Regions from separate parts of the Mus musculus genome. Here regions 1, 3 and 4 are each linked to region 2. Evidence: chromatin contacts called from public HiChIP or PLAC-seq and promoter capture Hi-C data. All regions are on one chromosome and are shown on one strand. The core of a region is the stretch at or near the end of the contact, and the rest is flanking DNA. Distances in the headings are between cores, read along the strand shown. Region 1 has its middle 39 kb from the start of Cpne8. Region 2 holds the start of Alg10b (asparagine-linked glycosylation 10B (alpha-1,2-glucosyltransferase)). Region 3 overlaps Syt10 (synaptotagmin X). Region 4 overlaps Cpne8 (copine VIII).

Evidence for each region. Promoter capture Hi-C pulls out the DNA fragments that hold promoters and counts their contacts. HiChIP or PLAC-seq counts read pairs in DNA pulled down with a chosen protein or histone mark.
Region 1: a contact with region 2 is called in a CTCF HiChIP or PLAC-seq map of the NIH/3T3 cell line, with 7 read pairs. The contact joins the enhancer-like site here to the promoter of Alg10b in region 2. A contact is called at or near these places in 6 of 39 promoter capture datasets (the SN4741 cell line, cranial neural crest, embryonic stem cells and 2 more), 1 of 15 datasets of contacts at CTCF or cohesin (the NIH/3T3 cell line) and 7 of 115 datasets of contacts at active chromatin or transcription factors (craniofacial prominence, embryonic forebrain, embryonic stem cells and 1 more).
Region 3: a promoter capture Hi-C map of second pharyngeal arch cranial neural crest shows a contact between it and region 2, with 4 times the contacts expected there. The contact joins the enhancer-like site here to the promoter of Alg10b in region 2. A contact is called at or near these places in 14 of 39 promoter capture datasets (the 3T3-L1 cell line, 3T3-L1-derived adipocytes, the HPC-7 cell line and 10 more), 4 of 484 Hi-C or Micro-C datasets (the C2C12 cell line, embryonic fibroblasts, trophoblast stem cells and 1 more) and 10 of 115 datasets of contacts at active chromatin or transcription factors (VIP interneurons, bone marrow-derived macrophages, embryonic forebrain and 4 more).
Region 4: a promoter capture Hi-C map of second pharyngeal arch cranial neural crest shows a contact between it and region 2, with 3 times the contacts expected there. The contact joins the enhancer-like site here to the promoter of Alg10b in region 2. A contact is called at or near these places in 4 of 39 promoter capture datasets (cranial neural crest, liver and second pharyngeal arch cranial neural crest) and 2 of 115 datasets of contacts at active chromatin or transcription factors (astrocytes and embryonic forebrain).

Annotation. Positions count from the first base shown.
Region 1 is chr15:90,716,589-90,719,288 of GRCm38.p6, forward strand. No RefSeq gene overlaps it. Among named protein-coding and RNA genes, the nearest start is that of Cpne8, 39 kb to the left of the region's middle. Within about 2 kb of position 1,348, at least 17 of the 459 cell types and tissues checked have an H3K27ac peak or open chromatin away from gene starts, as enhancers often do. A contact at or near this core is called in the NIH/3T3 cell line and the SN4741 cell line, where this site is marked.
Region 2 is chr15:90,223,032-90,225,731 of GRCm38.p6, forward strand. It overlaps Alg10b (asparagine-linked glycosylation 10B (alpha-1,2-glucosyltransferase)), which reads left to right and starts at 1,280. Exons shown (of 3, transcript NM_001033441.3): 1 at 1,280-1,577; 2 at 2,626-2,700. The coding sequence starts at 1,407. It overlaps Mir7648 (microRNA 7648), which reads left to right and starts at 1,329; the gene lies at 1,329-1,381.
Region 3 is chr15:89,814,955-89,817,654 of GRCm38.p6, forward strand. The region is part of intron 2 of Syt10 (synaptotagmin X); the gene reads right to left. Among named protein-coding and RNA genes, the nearest start is that of Syt10, 26 kb to the right of the region's middle. Within about 2 kb of position 1,312, at least 17 of the 459 cell types and tissues checked have an H3K27ac peak or open chromatin away from gene starts, as enhancers often do. A contact at or near this core is called in neural tube and second pharyngeal arch cranial neural crest, where this site is marked.
Region 4 is chr15:90,562,951-90,565,650 of GRCm38.p6, forward strand. All of the region lies in intron 10 of Cpne8 (copine VIII), which reads right to left. Among named protein-coding and RNA genes, the nearest start is that of Cpne8, 120 kb to the right of the region's middle. Within about 2 kb of position 1,326, at least 3 of the 459 cell types and tissues checked have an H3K27ac peak or open chromatin away from gene starts, as enhancers often do. A contact at or near this core is called in second pharyngeal arch cranial neural crest, where this site is marked.

The DNA of each region.
Region 1 (2,700 bases), core at 98-2,597, 490 kb after region 2:
ATAAGAATCAGTATTCCTTTGAGTAGACATGGCTTCTTTTTGACACCCAGTGACTCCATTATGGAATTAGAGACTTAAATATAGGGGTGGTGGATCCCAACACGTGTCTTTTTTAACATTCCTGTTTGGGCCATGGGGAAGAATGACAGTTGACTATCACAAGCTTTAAAAAGCAGTGCCTCCAGTTGCAGCTGTGTGACAGATGTGGTTTCCTTACTGAAGCAGATTAACACGTCTCCTGGTACCTGGTATTCAGATACTGATCTGCCAGATGTCTCGCTCTATACCTGTGCATGAAAACCACCAGAAGAAATGTCTACGCTTTCAGTCGGCAAGGTCAGCAGGATAGCTTTACAGTATCTAAATTCCCCTGCCCTGGGCCACATAACTTACTGGGACTATTCTAGGTCTTGATCTTTGCCTCGTCCGCAAGCTATCACACAGGGCAACCATGCTGATGACATTTTGCTGACTGGGCCAAAGAAGCAGGAGGTAGCAACCATGTTGGACTTGGTGATAAAGCCTGTGCACGTTAGAGGATAGGAAACAAAGCCAACTGAATTGCCAAGGACCTCCTACCTCACTGAAATCTCCGGGAGTCTAAGTAGGGTGAGGCATGGAAGATCGTCCTGCTGAGGAGAAAGGTAGGTTCTTACACTTGACCTCTCCTGCCATGTCTAGCACAACTAGGTCTTAAGCTGATCGCAAGTGGTGAGGAAGTGAAGGAAGAACAGACAGACAGACAAACAGACAGACACAAATACAAAAATCTGGGTCAGGTGGTGGTGCTGGTGGTGGTATTGTGTGTTTTACAAACTATATAACAATCTGAGACCTCAGCAGTTTCAGCCTATAAACATCTCAGGGAAGGAAGACATAGTTGCTAGCTTCTGCACACTGGTCAGTCCTTCATAAACACTCATACTTGTCCACACCGTTAACATTCACACCTCAGAAGATGAAGGGTTTTGCCACTTCCAAGCCTGAACCGTATAGAAAAGGTACCTTAGTTAGGGTTTCCACTGCTGTGAACAGGCACCATGACTAAGGCAACTCTTATAAAGGACAACATTTAATTGGCGCTGCCTTACAGGTTCAGAGGTTCAGTCCATTATCTTCAAGGTGGGAGCATGGCAGCATCCAGGCAGGCATGGTGCAGGCAGAGCTGAGAGTTCTACATCTGCATCTGGCTACCAGTGGAAGACTGACTTCCAGACAGCTAGGACTAGGGTACTAAAGTCCACACCCACAGTGACACACCTACTTCAACAAGGTCACATTTACTCTAACAAGGCCACACCTCCAAATAGTGTCTCTCCCTCAGCCAAGCATATTCAAAGCATCACAAACGGCTTTACGAGTTGCTATGGGTCTGAGTCACAGATTCTTGGCATGGCTGTGCCCATGTCAAACACTACACATTCGCTCAGGACTTTATCAACTATTTACGTATTCATTCAGATTTTTATCAACTATTTACATTATTCATTCAGAGCTTTCTTGGCTTCCTATTACCAAGAAAAAAAAATGTACAAAACATGTGCCTGTTTGGAGTCTGGAGGCAGAAAACTTCTTAGTTGCATGATTTTCTTTAGCCTATATAGCAAATGACTCAGAAAACAAGTCAGAATACAGGTTGCTCTGTCAATTAGGCCCTTGGGATTTAGAACTAAGACCTGGCATCACCTGCAAGCAATAATATTTTGATGAACAGCTTCTGGCCTGCTATTGTACTTAGTGGAAGTTAAGCACTTAACAATGGGATGTCAGGCTAATATGTGACTTGAAGTGCCCATCGTGAGCTGGATGCATCTGGACCATCAAGTCATACAGTTGGACATAGCAGCATTCCATTATCAAATAGAAGTGGTATCTAAAGTGACCAAGCCACAAAAGGTCCCGAAGACACAAGCCAGTTACACAAAGACGTTGCCCCAATGTTTATGAATCCTATTCTTGCTACAACGTCTTCTATCCCCCTGGTGCCAAATCCAAATAAGGCCTTCTGCGGTGTGCCCTATGATTGAGTCACTGAGAAAGAGAAGGGTAAGGACTGGTTTACAGATGGTTCTGTGAGTTATGTAGGCATCATTCATAAGTTAACACCTGCATTGGTCCCTTTCTGGAACAGCCATGAAGGACACTAATGAAGGAAAATCTTCAGAGTGGGTAGAACTTAAACATGGTTGCATGTTTTTCTTAGAGGAAAAAATGGACAGATGTTCAGTTTATCCTGATTTATAGGCTGTAGTCAATAGTTTGTCTGGATGGTCAGACTTGGGAGTGTTATACTATTGTATGCTGTGAGGAAGGAGAGAGAATACACCAGTAGGCTCATGAAACAGCAAAATCTTTTGTTATTTCCACCACATAAGTGGAGTCACTGATCCATCAGGGCTGGTAGACAATGACTCAGAGCCTGCTTTCTTCTGGCAGCCTCCAGGGGCTGAAGCATGGTTAATAACCACAAAACCTGCAAGCACCTAAGCCGAGTTTCTGTTATGATTTTTATCAATCAGAACTCAGAGATTAGATACTGAATGTAAGAGATTTGCCCGACCAGTCAAATTCATTTGTTCTTCCTGTTGTTAGGAATAGCCATTATGTTTTGGGGAACTATTGTTGCTTAAAGTAGGCGTTTGGTCATCTTAGGTAAAATGGAGTTTGAAGGCAAAATGTCCCTGATGCATTGTCTAAGAA
Region 2 (2,700 bases), core at 30-2,529:
TTCCCTTTATCCATCATATCTAGCAAGGGCCAGAAGCTTCTATGGTATGCACTGGCCATGATTGAGCAAGCCCACTGGGCCTGAGGTCAATTGTAGACTAAATTATCTGGGAATGGTCTCAAATTGGTAAGTGTAACGTGTTCTCTGTAATCAAAGAGGATGTAAAGGGTGGAGGGAGTTAAGAAACGTCATCATGAATCCTAACGTAATTTAATTCTGGTTATTTCTAATAGTCGAGGAGAACTAGTAGAATACCCAGTTTCTTTTGATTCCAAGGTTGACAATTTAAAAGCAATCTCAGCTGCTATATGATGTGCTGCTGGCAAAATCAACCCGAATTTTCCAGAAGCTTTTCCTACAAAGCATCACCAACCATGCTGAAAACATACTTTGTCTTCAGCTTTCTTCAAATATCTTCCACCGTCAGTCTCAATTCCAATCTCACAATAAAGGGGTTATCTGAAGTCTCCGTAGCCCTCAACTTCATACATGTGAGCACTTTTTGAGACTACACACATAAATACTCCATCGCACCACACATTAAGATGCATAAGGGAAACGTACTCCAACAGAGACAGATATTAATGACTATTTATTACCTATTTTTAAGGACGACATTTACAGTGTCCCAGGCTGATCTAGAACTGGGAACAATCCTCCTGCCTCAGCCTCTCAAATGGGGCCAGTACAAGTGTGAGCCACCACTCACGGCAATAGCAACTAAAATTATATTCACGGAGGAGTGTTCCTCACCTACAAATGCCCCAACTCCTCACCAGGCACCAGGAAAATATTGCCCTGTAAACGAATAGATTCTTCAAAAGGGAAAGTCGCCCTGAAGCGAAGGGCTGGTTGTATGTTTCCATCTAAAAAGCATCAACCTTCATTATCAGCCAGAGACGATGAGAGGAAAAGCATTGTAATGATGGTTTTAGCGTCTCATCTCACTGGCAATGGAGAACAGGGATAACCGCAAACGAATGCAGTTTGGGAGCTTGGAGGTTAGAAAGCTGGGACCACTCATCGCCTTCTGGAGAGCAACAGACAACACAAGACACCCTTCTTTTCCAGAGCCTAGCGGCGGCGGCAGCATCACCTACAACAGCTCCCGCGCCCGAGCCCAGACCCGCCCCTCCCTCAGCCTCTGGCCACTCTGAGAGCTGCGAGCAGTGATTGACAGAGAAACCGTCCCGTCGTTGCATAAATGCTCCACTCCGGAACCGGTGACCCCCCCCCCCCCCACGCTTCCGTCCGACGCTCTCCCAGCATCCATTGCGTTGCGTCCTGTTCCCTGCTGTCCCTCGTCCCGCAGCGCTGGGCCTCTGAGCCCGCGTTCCGGGCTCGGCGCTCCGGGCTGCCCAGGGCTGGGCCCGGGACGCGGCTGCCCGCCCGCCCGCCCGCCCGCCATGGCGCAGCTGGAGGGCTATTACTTCTCGGCCGCCTTGAGCTGCACCTTCCTGGTGTCCTGCCTGCTCTTCTCCGCCTTCAGCCGCGCTCTGCGGGAGCCGTACATGGACGAGATCTTCCACCTGCCGCAGGCGCAGCGGTACTGCGAGGGCCGCTTCTCCCTGTCGCAGGTTGGTCTCTGCTGGCCCTGCCCCCGGGACGGATCCTCCCAACCTGTGCCTTTCCTCTCCCCGTCAGCCCTCCCAGACTTAAACCGTGAAGGGAGCTGCCTAGTGACTGTACCTAGCCTCGAGATTATGGCATATTTGTTAGGTGAATGCATAAAGATGATAGCTCCTCTTGGCAGTTGACCGATTTGTCTAACTAAGCCCTAGCACTAGAGACATGCAGGTGCTCCCTTGAACATGCATTAAAAACTACCTAAAGCTTAACCTATGAGGTTTTCCACCCGGTATTTTGAACGCGGAGTGGAGGATCTTAGGGCCCCCCAAAAGTTGATAGTTTTATTCTAACTTCATTCTTGGTCGTAGAAACTTACTGTTGTCTGGATTAAATTGGCAACTAGTCAGATTGCATCATTTAAAAAAATACATATCTGACTACAGAAATATGCACAGTGCAAAGAATCTTAAGATCCACCAGAGTTCTCATTATTGTTTGCCTGGTAGTTTGTAAAATTGGGACCTGGACAATTTAGTCGCAGAATATGCATTTTCTAAAGAGCAAGCCTTAGGAAGTAGAAATGAATAACTTACTGTCTGTTGGTTGTTGTCACCTTAATAATGGCAGACAGATTTGAGACAGGGAGCAAAACGTTCTTAAAATGGGGCTGGGGTGGTAGCTCAGTGGTTGAGAGCTCTTGCTGTTGTCCTGGAGAAGGCTACCAGACTTCTTTCTACCACAGTGAGCTGCTCACAACCATCTGTGACTCTAGGTCCAGAGGATCCAGTGCCACCTTCTGGCTTCCTCGGGTACCTGCATGCAGATGTTGCAAATAAGTATACTCAGGTGCATGGCACACACACTACATCTTAAAAATAAAACTTAAGAGATGTCTAGTCTGCCAGGATTTATTAATTATGTCATAGACGATCCTCTCCAAGTTCTTCATTATTAGGACAAATGAAACTTGATTATTTATTTATTTATCTTTTTTTGGCATTTTATATCAATGGGATAACTCTTGCTGTGCTTGACTGGTGGTCTTTTCTTTCTAAGTGGGATCCTATGATCACTACATTACCTGGCCTGTATCTGGTGTCGGTCGGTGTGGTCAAACCTGCCAGCTGGCTC
Region 3 (2,700 bases), core at 62-2,561, 410 kb before region 2:
CTCAAGCAAATCCATCATTTGATCATCCCTGTTGATGCCAGAGCCACTCCCCCTCCTAAAATCTCTAACGGCACTAAACAATGTGTTGTATTAAGTAACCATGAAATTACTTGAAATATTCATATATGCTTTATATAACATTTTACTTAAACATTGTACGTAACCTACTTATATATACTAAACTTCAAAGCTTACTTAGTTGCAATATCTTAAGGTGTATTTTTGGAGGGTTCCTCCCCACTTTTTTTATATAGCTATCTAAATCAGAAGTGGAATAAGAAGGTTGAATTTGTAAGCCAAATTATAACTATTCCATAAAAATATCTAAGTATTTTGTTAAAGGATTATTTTGTAATGTCTATCATATACATATGCATATATATTGAAAACAGCAACAAAATATTGTAATAATTTGTGCTATATTATATAATAATAATGACTAAATCAAATTTTGACCATAATTCAAAAATTAGTTTTATAGAAAGAAATATACTAGACATCTTAGGTCTGATAAAAATAGCTACTAGTTAAAACTACAGTTAATTTAAAACTCACCATTTCAGATTCTGTAACTGAAAATAACACACACACACACACACACACACACACACACACACACACACACACACAATTCTTCCCTAAAACTTCAAGACTGTAAATCTTGAAGCAATCTGTCTTCTTAGACCCATCCTATTATAATTTATTAGACATACAATGTAATGAATATTGACCCTAAACCTATTCCAAAGTAAAAGACCCAGCAGCCTAAACTATATTCAGAATAAGGTCAGTAATAATTTATAAAATAGGAGGAAATATTTCCCATAGGCGCCATTGCTGTTCTGAGGCATTAAAGTGGCCCAATATAATCTAATTTGCAAGCCGAGAGCTAATCACTACATAATGGGGCAAGCCTTAGCTTCTTGAGAGAGTTCATTCAGCAAGAATGGATATTTTTATTAAAATCACTTCACTTGGCCAACAATTTTGATCCATATGAACAGAACCCGAAAGAAGTTAATTATTGAACGTCCTAAGCTTATTTTATATTTTCAAAGACTTTCAAATATAATATTTTAATCCTATTTCTTTCTCTCCAAACTTAGACACATCTTCTTTGTGCCTCGGAACGTGAAGTGTATGGTTGTGAAGTGTCTAATAGGACTCACTTCTACCGAACCCCTTCTAAAGGAGTTAAAAACTGTAGTGTTACTTTTTTATTCAAGGAGCAGTGCCCTAATTACAGGGTAAACGGTGCACATTCCAAGTCAGTCAGCGAGTTGGTTAACAAAAGCATTCATGGCTACAATGTTGAACTGTCACCATGACAACACACAGCTTCTCCCCCTTCCCCCGTTTCTCTCGGAACGACTGATGAGCGAGTGTTCAAACACTGAAAATTCGAACCACTGCATCTTTTACCATTCAGACTTCTGGAGACCCGTGCAAGTGCTCTGGGAGAAGTGCAAGGCCTTAGAGGACTACAACTGGACCCCGGTTGTCTTACAAAGAGGCTAACTGCATAACTCACCAAGTGTACAGATGTCCTCTACACTTTACTGCTTGAAAGAAACCTGTCCCAGACTTCTCATGTGGTCGCTGATACTTTCTCCCCATGTCTTATTCTATTGTGTCTTGGCCTGGAATATTCCATTGTTCTTGTCTGCAAGAACATTACCACAGTTCAGAAATAAATGCCACCTCAGTGACTTGTCAGCTAAGCACTTCTTCATGGTAATCTTCTGTTATTAACTCTGTGTTGATAGTCAAATCATTCCCTGGAAACTCTGTATTAGTCTCCTGGTTCCTTAACACTTTGGAAGTCTCATTCTAAATGCCACTATATACATGTTTCTCCTCAAAGTCTATTCTCTAAATTCAATGGACTACTCTCCTGAAGGGATGTTTTGTATCTTAATCACCAATATGCAAACAGTTCGACGCTTGTCTCATTATTAACTGGAAACTATTCCACAGCTCCAACTTTGAGCACATGTCTGATCAATATCTCCCATTTTTCTATGTTCCATTGAGACAGTCTGAACACTTATCATCATGTAGACAGAATTAGTGATGTAGAATTGGAAAGGAGCATTTGTTATGAAGGATAACAAGACTTAGCAACAGGTGGCGGTATGTTACAGCACAAAGGGATTGGCTGTTGTCCGCTATTGTGATAAAATATGGGAAGAAAGGGGTTTGTTTCAACTTAGCTTCTCAGGAACACTCTGTTCCTGAGGTAATCCAGGGCAGGAATTTGATGCAGGAACTTGGAGGGAGGAATGGAACAGAAACCATGGTGGGATGCTGTTTACTGGCTTGCTTCTAATGGATTGCTTAGTTTACTTTTTAATACAACCCAGGATCATCTTCTCAGGAAATGCATCCCCCAGAAAGCTGGACCCTACCACTCTGATCACTAATCAAGAAAATTCCTTAGGCTTGCTGCAGGTAGTCTGGATGGAGGCATTTGAGGGATTGAAGTTCCTCTTCCAAGATAACTCTAATTTGTTTCAAGTTTACCAAAAAGCAAACATGACATTTGACTCCTTGTCGACCTGGCACACAGATACATCTGCATTCTATGGTAAACATTCCTCTCTTGTTCAACCCTATGATCTCATATTAATGCTAATTTCACAATATAAAGCACACATAGAATTAGAAGTCCTACAGTATTTAAAAATTAAAACATTAAAA
Region 4 (2,700 bases), core at 76-2,575, 340 kb after region 2:
AAGCTTGACACCCACAACAGAAGAGTCTCTAGAAATGACATAAATTCAGAGATTAAAGGGCACACTACAGACTAATGAGTGGGTCAAGGAAGTCAAAAGAGAAATGTTTACAGAATTCCTGAATGAGGAAGTAGGTGATGGCCAAATTAATTATAGCTTAAGTTTCCATGGAGATAAGACTCTAACATACTAAAGTCATTTGAGATAATTTCATACTTCAAGTGATGGAGAGAATGAAGAGATGAGCAAACATCCGAGATGGCTGGATGCTCACAAGGAAGATATCAGCTGCTTACAGATGTTCCTTTCAGCTGTGCACCTGATACAACCATTGGGCAAAAGCCCTCGGAGGCACCTGACTTTCAAGTACTGTGTGAGCAGTAAGATAAAATGCTCACCTAAACCCAGAGAGATTGCCTTTAGCACAGAAGACCCAGCAGAAAGAATTCATTAAGTATGCTAATAAACGAAGAATTGGGTGAATCCAGGTGTCTAAAACACTTTCCTGTGGTTAATGACATTTCTACAGGGCCTGGACAGAAAACCTATGCATTAGCAGAGCATACCCTCCCAGGTGGGGAAGACACTATAAAACTTCTGGCAAGTCAGGGTATAGACCAGGGCATTGTGTAGTTGAAAATAGATAAAGAATTTGCTGACCTATCTTAGAAGAGCACCCATAGGAAATACCTACATTTCTGAGAATTTTTATTAAAACCTAAAAATCCTGAAATCTTTCAAGGTAGACAGAAAGACTTTAAAGCAAATTAAATATAATTAAAACATTTTACATAAATATTGGAGCCCACAGTTCAGTCACTATAACAGGTCAACTGTTTAACATGCACATGGCAATTTATTCCAAACTTAATTGAACAGATTTTTTTCTTAACTCATTCAAATAAGTGAAGATGATCAAGAATTAAAAATTGATTAAGGATCTAATGCACACATAATTAAAAAAGCCCATCTTGAACATCATAATTGCAAATTAAAAGGTCAGGGGACTGAAAGTCACATGCTCCTATGGGGGGGGGGAGGATTAAGTAGATAGAATAAAAAAAATAGATTAGCCTGAATAACATTGTTTGTAAAATTCCATTTATCAACATTAAAATAAAAATCTCCAAGCTGCATACACAGGGCAGTAGGATTAACTGCAAGCAAATAGTGGGCTAATTTTAGGGAAAGATTAGAGACAGTGAGCGAGGAAATTGAAAACAGATGAGGAAGTCATGAATGGTTTAAAATATGATCTAAACGGGGTCTCACATCTCACGGTAAGCACAGGAAAATTCTTAAGCCCTGGGCTTAAGATCACAGAGAATCCCAGAGCCACAACCTTCAACAGGCTTACAAAACTCACCAAAGGGAACAGACTAGTAGACCTTGCATCTGTGTAGCATTTCATAGAAAAATAAAGTTTGCACTTACTTATAAGAAGCACATGAGAATGTTGGATAGCATGCAGTGGTCATAATGTCATTTATCGTCCCCTGTTTAGCAGTCTGAAGCTGGGGTGTAGTGACTGGCATTTCGATGGCTCAGTCTTGTCATCAAATCACCATGCTGTGAAAGCCACTGCCTACTTAGTCACCTAGTGCAATCAGTCACACATTACAGCCTTGCAGATTTTATGCAGAACTATCCCATTACTGAGCCCCAATTTTAAATCAAACCAAGTTCAGCTGAGGTTACTTCTAAGAAATTCAACCTTTTCCAGGATGTCACCATTGATGGTTTTATGACCCAGACAAGTCTGTTCCTTAGTGTGTTAACTTTCACTTTTTAAAACGAAGTTTAAATATTCTTCCACATCCCTTAAAGACATGACAGTTAGGAGACTAAACGAAGCTCTACACTGGGGTGGTTTAACTTGTTAAAAATTGAAGACATCTGAATTGAGTGAGTCCTCATAAGGAGGTAACATAAGGCCATTTTCCTCTCAGGCCGTTGTCACTGTGCTTGAATAAAAAGCCCAGGTAACTATATTTCTTCTATTCTAAACTGGTACAAGACAGGGCATTCACTATGAACTAGTAACTGCTGAGCAGTATTACAATATTGTTACATAGACTTCATACCCACGAGGCTTTTCTCACAGGAAGAAATCCCACGTCACATGACTGCATGAAGTACCCATTCTTGTGACATTATTATGACTGCAGTCAACTGAAGCTCCCTTACGAGTCAACCATGTGGTTGTGAGGAATCTTCCACTTATTTATTATTATTATTATTTTTTGAAACAGGGTTTCCTTATGTAGCCCTGGCTCTCCTGTAACTTATTATGTAGACCAGGCTGGTCTTGAACCAGGAGATCCATCTGCCTCTGCTTCCTGATTGCTGGTATTAAACATGTGTACCACAATTGCCTGACTTCCACTTAAATTTTCAATTGAAATATTACTTCTCAACCTTCTTAGTGCTGCAATCATTTAATATAGTTCCTCATGCTGCGGTGACCCCCATCCATAAAGTTATCTTCATTGATATGTCATAACTGTAATTTTGCTACTTTCATTGATCATAATGTAAATATCTGTGTTTCCTGATGGTCCAAGGTGACCCCTGTGAATGGGTGGTTCAGCCTCCAAAAGGCCATGACCCACAAGTTTAGAACTGCTACTCTATACTATATGCACTAATAGTCTTGCATGGTAAATATCCACACAAAGTAATACAGACAGAGAGTTCTCA